4 separate regions of the Sus scrofa genome follow, and regions 1, 2 and 4 are each linked to region 3. The links are chromatin contacts, called in public Hi-C maps. All regions are on one chromosome and are shown on one strand. The core of a region is the stretch at or near the end of the contact, and the rest is flanking DNA. Distances in the headings are between cores, read along the strand shown. Region 1 has its middle 110 kb from the start of ETS2. Region 2 holds the start of ETS2 (protein C-ets-2). Region 3 has its middle 56 kb from the start of PSMG1. Region 4 has its middle 37 kb from the start of ETS2.

Region 1 (3,997 bases), core at 300-2,799, 140 kb before region 3:
AAATTACATGGTCAGTGCCACACGCAGGGCTGGAAGAGCACACAGCCCACAGGGGTTGCACGTGACCCAGGCTTTCATCATTTATTTAAAAAGTCTGTGGGCGAGAAGGGAGGAAGAATTGTGAGGCCCCGAAGCAGCTGACTCACTTCGGAGAGGAGTGACAAGTCTGTTTCTGAACAGATCGGTTGACAGGACAGTGGCCACTGCTGCTCTTGGTTCATTCCTGCAGGTTCATACTGACTCCCTCTCTTCAGCCGTAGGACTGAGCGCCCACGGGGATTGGCTGTGGGCACTAGGGAAATGAGTTTGGGGCTTTGCTTCTCTGCTTCCAAAGAAAGCAAAGCCCCAAACTCACTCTGACCTTAGAGCTTCCATCCAATGGGGGTCAGGGAGGCACATGCTAAGAAAACCCTATCACCTGGTGGTGCGCTCTGAGATAAAGCAAGCTGGGACTGTTCACAGTAGCCAAGACATGGAAGCAATCGAAGTGTCCATTGACAGAGGACTGGATAAAGATGTGGCACATATGCACAATGGAATATTACTCGGTCGTCACATAGAATGAAATACGCCATTCGCAGCGACACGGATGGACCGAGACAGTATCACACTACGTGAAATAAGTCAGAGGAAGTCAAATATCATAAGAGACCACCTATATGTGGAATCTAAAAAATAATACCGATGAAGTTATTTATAAAACAGAAATAGACCCACATAGAAAACCAAGCTTACGGTTACCAGAGGGGGAAAAGGGGAGGATACTTGGAAGTTTGGGATGAACAGATACATACTACTCTATATATGACAGAGAACTGATGAGAACCTACTGCGTAGCTCAGGGAGCTATACTCGATATCTCATAATAACCTGTAATGACGAAGTATATATATATATACACACACAGAGGCATATATAAAACCCAATCGCTTTGCTGCACACCAGAAACTAACCCAACATCGTGAATCAACTATACTTCGAAAAAACCAGTGCTGGGGAGAAGGGGTTGGGGTAGGGGCTGCAACTGGGGGGTGGGGGACGAAGGTGGCCTTAGAGCAAAGAGCTTAATGAGGTGCAGAGGAGCCAGGGGTTGTCCAGGAAGAGGGGTCCCTTCAGGTAGAGGGAGCAAGAGGCCAGCTCATCCATGAGTGATGTGGAGCCACTGCTTTGTGGGAAGGAAGCAAGGACTTGCTTCCCTCCAGGCTCCCTCGGTGCAGAGCTGGCTGAGGGGAGCGGGCAGCTGGGGGACCAGAGAGGAGAGTGGCAGGATGGCGGGGGCACAAGGGGGTGGAGAGGGGAGTGGGGTCGCGCTGGGTGTGGGTAGGGGTGTGATATATGATGGGCAGAGAGACCGCAGTGACCCCTGCAGACCCTGCCTCCTCCCCCTCAGCCCTGGACCATGTCCAGACCTGGGAGTCTCAGCAGGAAGTCTCCCGGGGGTGGCAGAGTCCCCATCTGTGTCTGTGACCCGTGCTGACAGGCGCCCAGAGCGGTCGGTGGCCATGTGATTCCCGGCAGCCGCGATGAGGTCACGATCTCTGTTTACTAACAGGAAAGAACACTTGGATGCAGGAGTCAACGAGCTGAAAGCAGGGGCCGTGGGTCACACGTTTGCCTCTGCCCTGAGGCCACCCTGAACCGGCTGACCCTGGAAGAGGGATGAGCCCGGACCACAACATGTAAACTGATTCCCGTTTGTGCTAAAGATGGGCTGTTTTTTGAGATCATGATTAGAAATGAGTAAAAGCTAAGTTTCAAGGTCTTTGGGGTTTTATCATGCAGGGCTTATTAATTAATAACATTGGCAGCAACCTGGATGCAACTAGAGAGCCTCAGACTAAGTGAAGTAAGTCAGAAAGAGAAAGACAAATACCATATGATATCACTTATACATGGAATCTAATATATGGCAGAAAGAAACTTATCTACAAAACAGAGACAAACCCACAGCCACGGAGAACAGACTTGTGGTTGCCAAGGCGCAGGGGGGAGAGAGTGGGCTGGACAGAGAGTTTGGGGTTAGTAGATGCAAACTATTCCATTTAGAATGGATAAGCCATGAGGTCCTGCTGTACTGCATGGGGAACTCTATCCAGTCTCTTAGGATAGAACATGATGGAAGATAATATGAGAAAAAGAAGAGTATGGCTGAGTCACTATGCTACAGAGCAGAAACTGGCATGACATTGTAAATCAACCATACTTTAATTTCTAAAAATGTAAAATAATAAAATAAAAGAGAAAATAGAGCAGTTCAACATGGAGAAAAGTTTCCCTCCTTATTCCCAGGACTTGCAAGTATTTTTTTTTCTTTTTTTAAATTGCAGTATGGTTGATTTACAATGTGGTGTTAATTTCTGTTGTACAGTAAAGTCATTCATATATACATGAATTTTATATATAGTCATATATTTATTGTATATATTATATATTTTTTATATAAGAATATTTATATATTCTTTTCCATTATGATTTATCCTAGGTTATTGGATATAGTTCTCTGTGCTATCCAGAAGGACCTTGTTGTGCAAGTATTTCTTTTAAACAAGTAACGTATTGATCCTCTGAAATGAAGAGGCAATTAAGCTCCAACCTCAAATGCAAAGCCGTCCAAAGCAAATATCCCAGCAGGTGCTACCTCAGTTAACCTGGGCGATGATTAACCTGGGTTTTGCACCTATTCCTTGAACCGTTTTCCAATTAACAGAATACAATTTGATATCGTGTTTCTGAAAATGCTGTTCTTCTGAGCTGAAGGACTTTCAGGCGTGACTCATGTGAAAATGAGGGCGAGAAGTTTGCCCAGTAAAACCTAGGAGAGCACCTGGGATGCTCTGAGTTGCCGTGAGGTGGGGGGAGGAGGGGATGTTAACCAGCGCTGCCACAAGCCCGGCAGCTGGTGTGGCTGGAGTGAATGGTCCCCCTCCCCTAAGCTACGTCTCCATCCTCATCCTTGACCTTGGAAACATGACCTTCTTTGGAAAAGGGCATTTGCAGACATGATTCAGTTCATGACATCCAAGTGCAGTCACCTCAGGTCTGGGGTGGGCCCTAAATCCAACAACAAGCATCCTTGTAAGAGACAGAAGAAGACAGAGATGAAGGCAGAGACTGGAGTGATGCGGCCACAAGCCAAGGGACCCCTGGAGCCACAAAAAGCCAAAGGAGGCAGGAAGGGTTCTCCCTAGAACCTTCAGAGGGAGCATCACTCGGTGACACTTTATCTCACCCTCTGGCCTCCAGAACTGTGAGAATGTCAATTTCTGTGTTTGAAGCCACTTAGTTTGTGGTCCTTTGTCCCAGCAGCCCTAGGACACGGGTCCGGTTTCCAAAAGGGAACATAGCTCTTCCAGGACCTTGATTTGGGGCTTGTGGGTCCTTGGACAGACCAGTGGAATCACACTGTACCTCCACTCCTTTTTCTCTTTTTACAGCCACACCCACCTGTGGCACATGGAAGTTCTGGGACTAGGGATCGAATCAGAGCGGAAGCCCCAGCCTATGCCACAACCATGCAATGCTGGACCCAAGCCACATCTGCAACCTACGCTGCAGCTCATGGCTACACCAGATCCTTAACCCACTGAGCGAGGCCAGGGATCAAATCACAACCTCGTAGAGACAACATCAGGTCCTTAACCCACTGAGCCACAGTGGGAACTCCTATACCTCGACTTCTGCCTACAGAACTGGGAGGGAAGAAGTGGGTGTTGTTTCATGCCACGAAAACTTTGCGGTAATTGGTTCCAGCAGCAATAAGACACTCATGCAGTGGGGTGTCATGTGAGTGACCAGTGGGGCACTGGCGTCCAGGTGGCTTCAGGCTGAGGGTTGTGGAGAAAGTGGTGGGAAAAGTCCCATGTGGGGGCCTCAGGGGGCTGCGGGCATGGAGCACAGAGCTGATGGCTTCCATTTCTATTTAGAGTCACATGCCCAGGGCAGAAGAGGCTGCCGAGGGTCCTGAAGAGCAGAGAATAGAGCACCCTAAGGTCCGGGG
Region 2 (4,064 bases), core at 74-2,573, 250 kb before region 3:
GGGAGGCTGCTCCTCTCTCCCTTCACAGCACTGCAGTCCCTGGCCTTGCCTAAGCTGAGCTATTGTATTTTCTATCCACCCCTGGGCATCTAAATATTTCTCCAAGGAGTTCCCGTCGTGGCTCAGCAGTTAACGAACCTGACTGGCATCCATGAGGGCGCAGGTTCCATCCCTGACCTCGATCAGTGGGTTGAGGATCCGGCATTGCCCTGAGCTGTGGTGTAGGTCATAGACACGGCTCGGATCCAGTGTTGCTGTGGCCCTGGCATAGGCTGGCAGCTACAGCTCCGATTGGACCCCTAGCCTGGGAATCTCCATATGCCGCCGGTGCCGTGAAAAAGAGAGAAAAGACAAATAAATAAATAGATAAATAAATACTGAGAATGTGACCGGAATCTGAATAGGAAATGTGTGCATTTCTAGCCATGGACTCAAGTATCTCCTGCTAAAAATGGAAACTCTGGGGGGGAAGGGTGACGGTTTTGACCATAGTTGGAAGTCAGATAGCCTGGAGTTTCAACCCTGAATTTCCCACTCACACGTCCTATGACTCGGCAAGTTATTTACCCAAAGGGCCCATTCCCTCATGTTTAATGTGAGGACAATTATCCTGAGAATGAGCCCAGGGAAGCTCTTTCAAAGGCTGGTTCCTACTAAGACACCGCTCAACTCTAGGGGGCGCCACTTCCTCGGAGGCGGTAGGAACAGGGCTTCCCGGAGCAGAGGGGCGCTCTGTGACCCAGAAAAGGGCCCACCTTGTACGTCTATCATGTCTTTTAGTGTCTTTTCAGGACAGAAGAGTCAGAAGTCCACGAAGAGGTCCAAGAATTGGGCCAGAAATAGTCCCTTATGACCCAAGCCCTGTGGCCGCTCGGTGGCACCAGCACTGCTCCAGTCCTGCCAGGACAGGTTTTGGTGTTAAAGTCTCCGCACCAGCGGAAGAAACCAAAGAAAGACTCTCCTTCTGAGCTCCCGGGACACACACAGGGCTCGAGTCCTCGGGGTCCCCGGCCCACCACGGCCCCCCGAACCGCAGGCAAGGGACAGAGCCCAGTGACAGCGGGCGCCGAGCGAGGCCGGGCTTGGAAGGACTGGCTCCGCCCCCTGCTCTTCTCCTCCCCCCGCCTCCACTCCGCTCCCCTCCCCTCGGCTTCCCCCCTCCCCTGCTCCCGCCCTCTCGCGACTTTGCTCCCTTCTCCACCCCCACCCCTCCCCTCCCGATCTCCTCCCCTCTCCCCTCCCCTCTCGCCTTTCCCCTCCCCCGCCCCCCTCCTCCCCTCCCCGCGGTCGCCTCCCCTCCCTCCTCCGTCCTCCCCCGGCTCCTGAAGAGCGCGCAGCGAAGGGGACCGGCCAGTTACTTCCTCCAGCGGCGGCGCGGAGCGCGGTATCGCCCCAGCCCTGAGCTCCCGGAGCCCGCCGCCCGCCGCTCCCTGCCGGCTCAGGCCTGCCGAGCGCCCTCCCCGCGTCCCGGCCCCGCCGCCCGCGCCCTCCCCGGCGCGCACCGAGGAGTCCGGGCCCCGAGTCGCCGGCCGCCCTGCCCGAAGCGGCGCGGTAAGAGCAGGGTCGGGCCGGGTGGGCGGCCAGGGTCCGGCAGGTCCGGCGGGGAGCGCCCTCCGGGCCCCGGTTCCTCTGCCGAGGGATCCAGAAACGGCGTGGAGGACGTGGGTGGCGCGGAGAGCCGGATCCCAGGGCGCAGCCGGGGTCCCGGAGGGGTGGCGGCTATTCCTAGGATCCAGGGGTCGCGCTTCTGAGATCCGATCCGCTCAGCTCGTGGTATGGATGGCCCAGTGGCTTTGGGGGCGGCAAGTGGGGCGCGGAGTGGGCCCGGCGATGACGCGCGGAGCCGGCTGCGAACTTGGGCCGCGGTTCTGGGGTCGCCGAGCCGGCTGGGGCGGGCGGGGCGCGCCGACTTGTTTCACTTGCTTTTGTCTTAAAAGGAAACGCGGGCGTGGTGGGGGGCCCTTGCCAGTGGGCGCCTGGGAGACCTGATATCGCGAAGGGGCTGGGGGACGCCGGAGAGGGTGTCGGAGGGGCCCCGGCGCGCCCGGGTTTGTGGGTGACTTACTGGAGGGCGCCGGGCCCGGGCAGATCGGGGTCTAGGGGCGCATGAAACACCTTGGAAGCTACGGATCCCCGAAAACAGGCGGATCCCAACCCCCCGGTCACCTGCTCCGCCACGTCCAGGGCCCGGCCGGGGCGGCGGGCGAGGGAGGCGCCGGGAGGGTCCTGGCGCTCGAGCGAGACCCCCGTGGGCGCCCCAGGTCCTCTATATCTCGGGCCCTCGGTCCTGCTAGGCGAACCTGGGGAGCCAGTCGGAAGTGGGGATGTAGGTGCGCCAAGCTGCCTTTCCCGGTTCTTACAGCATTTTAGATGAAGAGGTAACAGCGATTGTGCGTGTGTGTTTTTTAAAGCACAAGAGATTTTTTTATATTATCCTGTATTCAATTATAGGGTATCCTAAAATAGTAGTTGACGTGCGACTTATTTAGAAAGTAAAGAAGTGAGCCAGTCCCCCCTTTGGATTGAGAGGTAATTTATTTTAATTTACCACTGAGAGATGATGTTTGTTCCGCACAGTGGAAGCGCCTGTGCGCCCTGTGCCTGCCCACACCACCGCCGATCAGAGAGAGAAATCTCCCAGTTAAGGTTTATTAAAATTCTGAATAATATCACAGTACAATAAATGTTAGCGCTCTGGGTCCTGCAGGAAAATAGCTGAACACTCATTTCGGGAATTAGTCATTCCTGACTCTATAAATTGATAACCTTCAAAGGAAAAAGCAAATCAATCTTCGAAAGTGCGTTTTGAGGTTTTCTTTTTCTTTTCTTTTCTCCTCAAATTTACCGAAATACAAACCCGTGTTCTAATCTCGCAGAAGGAATCACTTGTCCCCCGAGGGTACCGTTGGCCGGCAAGTTTTGCTTGTTTAAAAATGTTATCCTTCTCAGCCCTTTCGTGGCTGCCATTTCCCGTTTGTGTTGTTGTAGTTCAAAGGCAACAATCAGGAGGGCACCCCCCCCCCAAAAGACCTAAATGTGAAATTGACTTAGGATGTGGAGAAACTTGGCCTGTCTGCCACCTTGACTGGCCTCGTGGAGTCAAAGACGGGAACTTAAATTTGATTAGTTATGTGTCTGCCAGAAACCATTGGTAGCGCGCTTTGATTCTACATGGTTTTTACAAAACAAATTAAAAGCTGGACAACAAAAGAATTCTATTCTGTAGCTAGTAATTACAGCTCTCTGTGTGGGAGGGGTAGACTGCCTTTCCTCCTGGTGTTTGTACACAAAAACCAGGCGAGGCTTAGTCCATTGCCCTCCACGTCCATTCTCTGCGAAGCTGAAGTGTGGGATAAAACTGGACGAAGAAGATGGATAACTGTCCACATCCTTTCATTCGGCTCCTGTTTGAAGCTTGTGAATGTCATCAGCAGGTGACAGGACGTAGTCGACCCAGATAAATGGCAGAAAGTTCCATGAACCTTAAGGAGCATTTCAGGTAGTAAAGTCTCACGAGCAGGAACCTTGTCTAATGAGACTTGGGTGCCATCGCTGCTTTTTTTTTTTTTTGATGAGCTGGGAGAAGGGCCCCGGCCGCATCCCTCGGGTTAATTGGGCTCCTGGAGGAGCGAAGGAGGGAAGGCCATCACCGGCCTGGGACTGGGTCTGCGCAGTGCCCCTTCGATGCCCCTGCTGTCGCTGCGTCCTCCTGCGCCAGGCACCTGAGGTCTCTGGATCTTTGTTGCCTCGCGGTGAGAGGTTACATCTACCTCTCAGGGCTCAGGCCTTTCAGCCAGCTGGGCTGGTGGGATCGTCCAGCTCAGGCTGAGCCCTTAGCCAGGGCAGCGATCATCCGTAGTGAGTACTGATCTTAAGGGCCTGTGGAGGACACCGTCCGATCCATCAAGGGGAGATTCTAAGCAAACCTGATCCCTTTTGATCCAGGACCATCCCTCCTCCCAACCCCCACCCTCACCCCCCACTCTTATTTATTGTCTAAGCTTCCAGCCTCCACTGGCAACCACGAAAATTCCCCTGCGTTCTGAGGGCTGTAACAGCTGCCC
Region 3 (4,244 bases), core at 243-2,742:
AGGGAACTGCACTACGGTCCCACAGAGGGGGGTCACAGAACTCACCTTTGGACTGTCCCTGGTGAACATGGATAGCACTGCTGGGCGTGGATGGTAGCCAGGGCACCCAGACAATGAAAGGCTGGCTGCAGAGACCAGGAGGGTCCAGAACACACCAGGTGCCCCCTTAGATGGAGCACAGGAACCGCAGAAAGAAGGTGACCCAGACATTGAGGCAGATCCATGGGGGCTACACAAGACAGGCAACAGGATCCTGCAAAGTCTTGAACCACACATACAAACCATGGAGCTGTTTCCACCCCCACCCCACCCCCACAGGCCCCTGGGCTGTGAAAGGGATGTTTTTTCTTTTTTGGCTGCCCCATGGCTTATGGAGTTCCCAGGCCAGGGATCTGATCCGAGCCACAGTTGAGACCTACGCCACAGCTGTGGCAATGTGTGATCCTTTAACCCACTGTGCTAGGCCTGGGATCAAACCTGCATCCTGGTGCTGCAGAGACACTGCCAATCCCATTGCACCACAGCAGGAACTCCGAAAGGGAGGTTCTTAAAAGTCAGGTCAAGACTTGGGCCCTGAGATGACCAGACCCCGAAAAGAAAGAAGACCCACTGTCGCGGGTCACTTGGTCCAGTCTGCAGAGGGAGGCCTGGGCTCCCTCCCCTCCCGCCTTCATGGTCAACATCAAGGCGGCTGGAACCTCTCCTGATTTCAGCATCTCCCCCGCCCCTGCCCCGCACCACCTGTGGCCTTCCTGCCTCAATATGTGCAGGCCTGTCCTGCCTCCCAAGGCCCCTCTCTACGTTTTCTGGATCATTCGCCTCAAAAGTTCACCAGCTCAGCGCATTTCTTCATCGAGGCCAGGAACCGCAGGGCCTTTGAAAGCCAAATGTGCTTCTGCAAAAGATGACCTCTGGCAAAGAAACAATGTGTTCCTTTTCCCGTGGCCTTAACAAGATCTTAGGGAAGTGAGAAAAACAGTCCAGCAAAGGAAGTGGAAGTCAACTTTGAGGGAGATCAAACAAGACTGGTAAGCGTCCCAGGTTGAGCAATAAACATGAGCTTGCAATTTTCCTTTCTTGCTAAAGTGTCCTGGGCCCCCCGTGGGCTGGACCCCCTCCAGTCCAGTAAGACACGACCCTTGAGGGCGTCCCCAAGTCCACATAGGACCCGTGTCGCAAAGTCACGAAGCACTCGTTCCAAAAGCAAAAGTAAACGTAACCTCTTACTCAGCCAGCCTGTCCCCTCCTGAGTAAGGAAAAGCAGAAATGGCTGGCCCGATTCCTTGAATAACCCACCGAAGGTCTAGGTCAGGATTTCAAAGCTCTGAGGAGAGGGTTCATTTAAAGACAAGAGGACAACAAAGCCTGCCTTGCCCCCGTGTGCCTTCTTTGGCAGAGCCCCAGCCTGCTAACCAGGCTTTCTGCAATTACACGGGTCCTGTGGGCATCTGGTTTCCATCAGAAGCAGAAGTGTCAGCGCTTCTGTACCACTGGGGCCAGCTGGTCATTACGCCCGGGAGCAGAGCTGTCAGTGACCCCTGCCAATCTCTCCTCCTAATTACAGTGTCCGTGCTAAGCACGCACAGGGGAGGCCTCCGCGTCCCTGTGGTGAAAATCCAATAGAGAAACATCTGGAGACTTTCCCCGTTCACCTAAGCCAGGGCCCAGGAATTAAAGTGTCCCTGACATCACGCTGCCATCGACTTCCCAGCACACCTCTTTGCAAAGTGAAAATGAGGCTCGGTACAAAACCTGTCTCCGTCTTAAACCTGCGAGGAAGATCAAAAGAGACAGGATGACAGACTGGGGTCCAGCTCAACCCCACGGGTGAAAAGAGAGCTTCAGAGGGAAGGGCAGATGGAGGCCAGCACCGAGCAGAACATGGCATCTGATTTTTAGATCCATTTGGCATGCAGATTCTAGAGAGCTCGATTCTAAAGCCGTGTTATCACAGCCCCACGGTACTGTTCCCAAGCAAAGTTTCAGAAATCCAGAAAATCCTGGGAGGTGGTGGGGGGGAGCCAGAGTCATTGATCAGAAGCCAACAGCACATGTCAGCCCCAAATTGGGCTTGGGTTTGCCAATAGCAAGCCCTGCTTAATTATTCGTGGAGTAAACTGACCCGGGGCAAGCTAGGGAGGTATTGTGTCAGTGACCCCCAGGAAAAGGACAGGGTCAAAAGTCATCCTAAGAGGAAATGTGGCCTCGGCCCCCAAAGCCTCCCATCTCTGTCCCAAGGAAACTCACATCTAACAAATCAGATATAAGTGCCATGAACCCTGAGGGAGAGCCCAGCTCTGAACTCCTTCAGCAACACCACCAAACACTTGGAGTCATTCACTCCTTGCTTACCCAGGGGCGGCCACAAGAGACAGAGGGCAGAAAAGGAGCCGCACTGCAGGATCTTGGTGGACATTTCACGGCTGCCTTGACACGCTGTCTTCACCAACCCCCACCCCCACCCCCAAGACATCCCTATGGCAACAGATAGCTTCCCTTTAGCCATTCAATACATAAGAAAGCTTCCTTAGAGAAAAATCGTCCCATCTTTTTTAAATCCTTTCAATCACTTTCAAGCTTCCTCTCCATTTTCTCAGGGAAAAAAGTCACCATTGCATGAACTGGATCTTTTTTTTAAAGAAAGATTAATTGATCGTCATAAAGTTCCTAAATTAGACTCAAAAATCGTGAAACGCCCCATCGCAGCCAGAGCCAAGGAACATTGGCTTTCGGCTGAGGAGCCAGAAGGTGTGTGACACGGCTTCCCCTTTACAGCGCGGGGGGCGACGGTTGCTACCGCCTGTAAAGAGCCCTGTTCCTTGGTCACCTGGCGATTGACAGCCCAATGAGGGGATCACCCTCCCCGGCAGGACGTGTCCCCTGATGAGTTCATCAGGACAAAGTGACCGCCCCTCTGTGTATAGGGTGACTTAGAATTCTTCTGCACGCCTCAGCATCTCGCAAGTGCCAAGGCTTCACTCAGCATACACGTGTCCAACAGTATTGACTGAAGCGAATTCTGGGCCAGGCACGGTGTAGGTTTATCAGCTGTAAAAAAATGTACCACTGGCAGGGGGATGTTGTTATTTTGGGGAGGCCGTAGGTGTGTGGGGACAGGGAGTATGTGGGAAACCGCTGTACTTTTGCTCAGTTTTGCTAGAAACCTAAAACTACCTTAAAAAATAGTCTCTTTGGGGGCGGTCCCTCATGATGCAATGAGTTAAAGATCTGGCGTTGCCTCTGCAGCAGCTCAGGTCGCAGCTGTGCTTGGATTCAATCCCTAGACCAGGAATTTCCATGTGCCGAGAGTGCAGCCATAAAAACATTTTTTAAATAGTCTATATTGGATAAAAATTCAAATTTGAAAAGATACATGCATCCCAATGTTCACTGCAGCACTGTTCACAATAGCCGAGGTATGGAAGCAAATTAAATGTCTACCAACAGAGGAATGGACGTTCCCGTCATGGCTCAGTGGTTAACAAATCCAACTGGTAACCATGAGGTTGCGGGTTTGATCCCTGGCTCTCTCAGTGGGTTAAGGATCCTGCATTGCTGTGAGCTATGGTGTAGGTCGCATATACAGCTCAGATCCCACATTGCTGTGGCTGTGGTGTAGGCCAGCAGCTACAGCTCTGATTCGACCCCTAGCCTGGGAACCTCCATATGCTGCAAGTGCAGCCCTAAAAAGACAAAAAAAAAAAAAAAAAAACAGAGGAATGGATAAAGATGCGGTACATATATATATTCAATGGAATATTACACAGCCATTAAAAAGAATGAAATACTGCAATTTGCAGCAACATGGATGGACCCAGAGATTGTCATACTAAGTGAAGTAAATCAGACAAAGACAAATGTCATATGATATCACTTATGTGTGGAATATAAAAAAATAATTCACATGTACTTATTTACAAAATAGAAACAGACTCAGACATAGAAAACAAACTTACAGTCACCAAACAGGAAAGTAGGGTAGGGATAAATTAGGAGTTGGGGAGTAACAGATACACAACTATATATAAAACAGATAACCAACAAGGGCCTACTGCATAGCACAGGGAACTGGATTCAATATCTTACAATAACCTATGATGGAAAAGAATCTGAAAAGAATATATGCATATATAATATATATATAACTGAATATATATATATAAATGAATCGCTTTGCTGTACTGACTGAAATCACTTTGCTGAAACTAACACAAACTTATAAATAAACTATACTTCAATAAAAA
Region 4 (4,468 bases), core at 1,586-4,085, 220 kb before region 3:
TGAGAGCCCCTGCTGCTCAGGTCACGGTCACACCCATCAGTCTTTTGAATGTCACCCTAACGGGTGTGCGAGGGTGTCTTACTGTGGGTTCGGTTTGCACGTTGCTCTTGGCTGATGATGCTGGCACTTTTCACATGATTACTGGGCTCTCGGATTTCTTCTCCTACAGGGATCTGCAGATTTTTCTGGAAGGGGCTGAGAGTAAATAGCCTTGGTTTACAGGCCACATGGTCCTGCCCCAACTACTCAGCCCACTGTGGAGAAAATCAGCCATTGACTGTAGGGGGGTGGATGGGCAGGGCTGTGTGCTAAGAAAACTATTTATAAAATGGGCGGGGCGGGGCGGGGCGGGGGTGGGATTCGGCCTGCGGGGCCTCCGTTTGCGGAGCACCCCCCCTCCAACCCCCGCAACAATACACTCTATTGTGAAGCATCAGCTTGGGACGTCTGCCCATTTTACCATTGGTTGGTTTGTCTTTTTCTTAGTGATTTGTGCAGATTCTCGGTAAGTTCTGGATCCCAGTCTTGCGTGGTTAAACACTGAGCATGCTCTGGCATTGACGAGAAATTTTGTGTTCCGCTGGACCACTGCTCCAGCTTTGCCCTCGAAGGCGCACCTTAAGGCCCGAGGGATGAGCTGACTGTGGTCGCAGGGAGCCATCCCCTGACACGTGGCCCCAGGGGCCGGCCTTTGCCATGCCCACCTCGAGGGGCAACCGCTGCCCTGCCTCTGCACCTCTTGCTACATCTCTCCGAGCCAGGACGGGCGGCGTGCCAGTGGCCCTGACTGGTTCAGATGGACGCATTTTCCAAAAGGACCGTGAACTGAGCGTGGATAGTGAATGTGTGTGCCAGCAGAAATTTTGTTCATTTGAAGGATGTTTTCCAGTTCTTCGGACCAAAGACGGTCAGAGTGAGGGAGGGGTGTGAGCTGCCTTTTCGGTGGTGAACCTTCTTGAGCTGGGCGTCGGCTGACAGTGAGGCTGGGGGGGACATTGCCCACTTTCTTAGTTACTTCAACCAAAACTATCATTGTCTTCACACTGCAAAACCTTGTGCACACGTAAACTCCTGGCGGGGACCAGCCAGGTAGGAGGGAGTATCAGGAGCGGAGGTGGAGCTCATGTGAGCACACGTCATCTCATTTTGCAGCAAGAAAACTGAAACTCAGACAGGTTAAATGACTTAAGGTCAGAGATTTAAGGAGTTCCCTTGTGGCGAGCAGGGTAAGGATATGGTGTTGTCACTGCTGTGGCTCTGGTTACAACAGTGGCTCGGCTTTCAATGATCCCTGGCCCGGGAATTTGCACATGCCATGGGTATGGACAGAAAAAAAAAAAAAAAAAATCAGAGATTTAATAAGTGAGCAACACAAGTGTTTTACTCCAAAGCCCACATTCTTTCCACTGGGCCGTACTCAGATCTCCCTTACAAAGGTCAGGCTGGAAGGGTTGTTACTGGGAATTTGGTCAAGTTTTCACTCCAATGAATGAGACCTTGAGGTCTAAAGGGGGTGGGGGGGTGCAAAGGTCTCATGATTCAGCAAGCAAGCTACAAAACTGGGATGAAAGCCCACAGTTTCTAAGTCCAAAGCCTTCCTCACATCTTTCTTTTCTTATTTAAATAATTTTGGGAGTTCCCTGGTGGCTCATCAGGTTGAGGACCTGGCCTTGTCATGGCTATGGCTCAGGTTGCTGCTGTGGTGTGGGTTCGATTCCTGGCTGGCGAACTTCTGAACTTCTGCATGCCGTGAGTGCAGCCAAAATAATAATAATAATAATAAGTATTTTTGATTTTATGCCATCGATCACAAAGTGAGCTGCATAAAAGTAGTGATCTATTTTGCCTTCTTTTCACTGCACCTGGTGTCTATAACAGCATCGATGACAGAGATGCTCTACTTCTTGAACAAAGTCCTCATGAGAAAAAGGGGAGAAAGTGGTTCAATTTCATCCCGCAAGAGAGTCTTGATGCTGTTCCTCCCCGTGGCTCCCTCGCAGGTTTGGGCCCAGATGGAGAGGGTGGCTGGATGCCCAAACATCAGCCAGGACCCAAGGCCAAGAGGAAACTCACATCACCAGGCCTCTTCCTTATACTTGACGAAAATGGTAACCAAGCGATAGTCCGGTTCCTTGACAGATCCTCTCCTCGTAAAGCGGTAAGATGGAAACACGGGGAATTCTGCCTGTCTCATCCCTTGTGACTCTGGAAGGCCAACTATTCTGACTTTCAGTTTCACTCACTGTAAACACACAGCTCCTTTGGAATGGAGAAAAGTTGTTCTCAGCCCTTAACACGGCATTTATCAACTCATGTATTGTTTATTCTTGTGCAATTAGCAATCACATTTCTGGAAAAAAAAAAAGGACTTTCGGGATTGAATAAGCCTATTGGTGTCATTTTCCTAGCAGTGATTCTGCTTCCTTCTGCCTGCTCTTATTTCATACCAAACTGGTTTACGGGACGTTTGGGTAAACAAGGCTCTTATGAGTAATTAGTATCCAATTAGGCTAAGTTTCATGTCTGTGTGAGCCAAGCCCTCTTTTTCCAACCTCTGGGAGGGATCAAGTATGTCAGGCCTCTGTTTACAGAGCAAGGCCCATGGCTGACTGCCCCCGAGGCTCTTTAAAGGTTGTTGTTGGTAGCTGGACCTCTAGATTAAGCTACTACATATTTTTGTTGGCTTTTGCTCCTGGGGAAAGGGCAAGACTGGTCGCCCAGTGATTTAGGTCCTTTTCTCCGTGTTCCTCTTGCAAAATGTTCCAGGGTCCACCAGCATCCCCATCAAGAAGCTTCTTCCTGACACAGAGGGAAGGTTCACAACACCGCCCTCTGGGCAAAACTCTGCCCTTCCTACCATGGGCCGATTTCAAATGCAGAATCTGGTGTGAGAGCTTTTCTGCTGAAAGCTTTGATGCCTGATCTCTTTTTCCCAACTTTGTGTTACGAACATGTTCGAATACGCAGACAAGACCAAAGAAGAAAAGGGTGAACATTCTCACAGCCACCAATTAGATTCAAAAGTTCAACTCGCCAGTTGTCAAAGTTGTGCGGAACCATTTGAGTATTTGAAATGGCAGATATTTCTGCATGTTTATCTTAAAAATAAGGACTATCTTAAATCCAACCAAAGTAATAGTGGGACAAATACTTTATCATTTCATTTACATTATCGAAGTAGTTGGAGTCATATTGCTCTTATTTTCTATTATCATGTTAAAAGCTATAGTATCTGTAGTGATGCCTCCATTTCATTCCTGAAGTGGTAATTTGTGTCTTCTCTCTTTTTTTTCTGAGTAAGTCTAGTTGAAGTTTTATGAATTTCATTATTTTTTTAATCTGTAAGAAGAAATTTGAATAAATATTTATTAAATTCAATTCTTTCATGAAATTAATAAGTAAGAATAGGTGTATTTCATGGCACAAAAATCTGGTTATCACATACATTTAAGTGAAACAAATAGTTTACAAAGCACATGTTCAATATTTGTTTTAGGAAAAAATATAAATTTAAGCATTGAAAAAAATTCCTGGAAGAATACATACCGAAGTATCACGTAATTTTCTCTACATATTAGAATCATGCTTGGGTTTTTTCTTGCTTGTTAAAAATAACATTTAAAACATCAGAAATACTGTATTTCCACTGAGTAATTTTTTTTTTCAAAGATGAGACGTGGTTTTCGCTCATGTGGTTATTTATTGTTTTTTTATTTCATTGATTTCTACTTTTATGTTTATTTCCTATTTTTGTATTTATTTTTCTTTTTTCCTTCTCCTGCATTTTAAGATGGAAGCTTAATTCTCTTTTTTTTTTTTTTTTTCTTTTTAGGGCCACACCTGAGGCATATGAAGTTCCCAGGCTAGGAGTCGACTTGGAGCCTACCCCACAGCCACAGCAACATGGGATCCAAGCCCTGTCTGTGATCTACACCACAGCTCCTTAACCCACTGAGAGAGGACAGGGATGGAACCCACATCCTTATAGATCCTAGTCAGGTTCGTTAATGGCTGAGCCACGAAAGGAAGTCCTTAATTCATTTTTTAAAGCTATATCTTACAAATTTTGCTATGTTGTATTTTAATTCTTATTTAGTTCAAATATTCCTAATCTCTCTTGTGGTTTCTGCTTTGACCCCTGGGTTATTTTAGAAGTATGCTGTTTAATTTCCAAATATTTGAAGGTTTTCCAGATATTCTTCTGTTGCTGATTTGTTTTTCTTTTTTCTTTTGCTTTTTAAGGCTGCACTTTGGCATATGGAAGTTCCCAGGCTAGGGGTCAAATTGGAGCTACAGTTGCTGGCCTACACCATAGCCACAGCAATGCCAGATCCCTGACCTCTTATTAAATTGTTTCGGTAAGCAAAGCATAAACTTTGAATGATTTCAATCCTTTTAAAATTTGTTGAAGCTTATTCTGTGACCCAGCACATGAACTATCTTGGGTTATGTTCAATGTACATTTGAA

The links. Hi-C and Micro-C count contacts between places; a contact is called where the count stands out from the background.
Region 1: a contact with region 3 is called in a Hi-C map of liver, with 12 times the contacts expected there. The contact joins two enhancer-like sites. A contact is called at or near these places in 5 of 47 Hi-C or Micro-C datasets (alveolar macrophages, heart right ventricle, liver and 2 more) and 2 of 2 datasets of contacts at active chromatin or transcription factors (alveolar macrophages and skeletal muscle).
Region 2: a contact with region 3 is called in a Hi-C map of mesenteric adipose tissue, with 2.1 times the contacts expected there. The contact joins the promoter of ETS2 here to the enhancer-like site in region 3. A contact is called at or near these places in 1 of 5 promoter capture datasets (skeletal muscle), 11 of 47 Hi-C or Micro-C datasets (alveolar macrophages, blood, fetal heart ventricle and 8 more) and 2 of 2 datasets of contacts at active chromatin or transcription factors (alveolar macrophages and skeletal muscle).
Region 4: a Hi-C map of liver shows a contact between it and region 3, with 6 times the contacts expected there. The contact joins two enhancer-like sites. A contact is called at or near these places in 1 of 47 Hi-C or Micro-C datasets (liver) and 2 of 2 datasets of contacts at active chromatin or transcription factors (alveolar macrophages and skeletal muscle).

Annotation. Positions count from the first base shown.
Region 1 is chr13:202,575,467-202,579,463 of Sscrofa11.1, forward strand. No RefSeq gene overlaps it. Among named protein-coding and RNA genes, the nearest start is that of ETS2, 110 kb to the left of the region's middle. Within about 2 kb of position 1,550, at least 21 of the 83 cell types and tissues checked have an H3K27ac peak or open chromatin away from gene starts, as enhancers often do. A contact at or near this core is called in alveolar macrophages, liver and skeletal muscle, where this site is marked.
Region 2 is chr13:202,463,018-202,467,081 of Sscrofa11.1, forward strand. It overlaps ETS2 (protein C-ets-2), which reads left to right and starts at 1,324. Exons shown (of 10, transcript XM_021070986.1): 1 at 1,324-1,551.
Region 3 is chr13:202,717,454-202,721,697 of Sscrofa11.1, forward strand. No RefSeq gene overlaps it. Among named protein-coding and RNA genes, the nearest start is that of PSMG1, 56 kb to the right of the region's middle. Within about 2 kb of position 1,493, at least 29 of the 83 cell types and tissues checked have an H3K27ac peak or open chromatin away from gene starts, as enhancers often do. A contact at or near this core is called in alveolar macrophages, liver, mesenteric adipose tissue and 4 more, where this site is marked.
Region 4 is chr13:202,498,831-202,503,298 of Sscrofa11.1, forward strand. No RefSeq gene overlaps it. Among named protein-coding and RNA genes, the nearest start is that of ETS2, 37 kb to the left of the region's middle. Within about 2 kb of position 2,836, at least 13 of the 83 cell types and tissues checked have an H3K27ac peak or open chromatin away from gene starts, as enhancers often do. A contact at or near this core is called in liver, where this site is marked.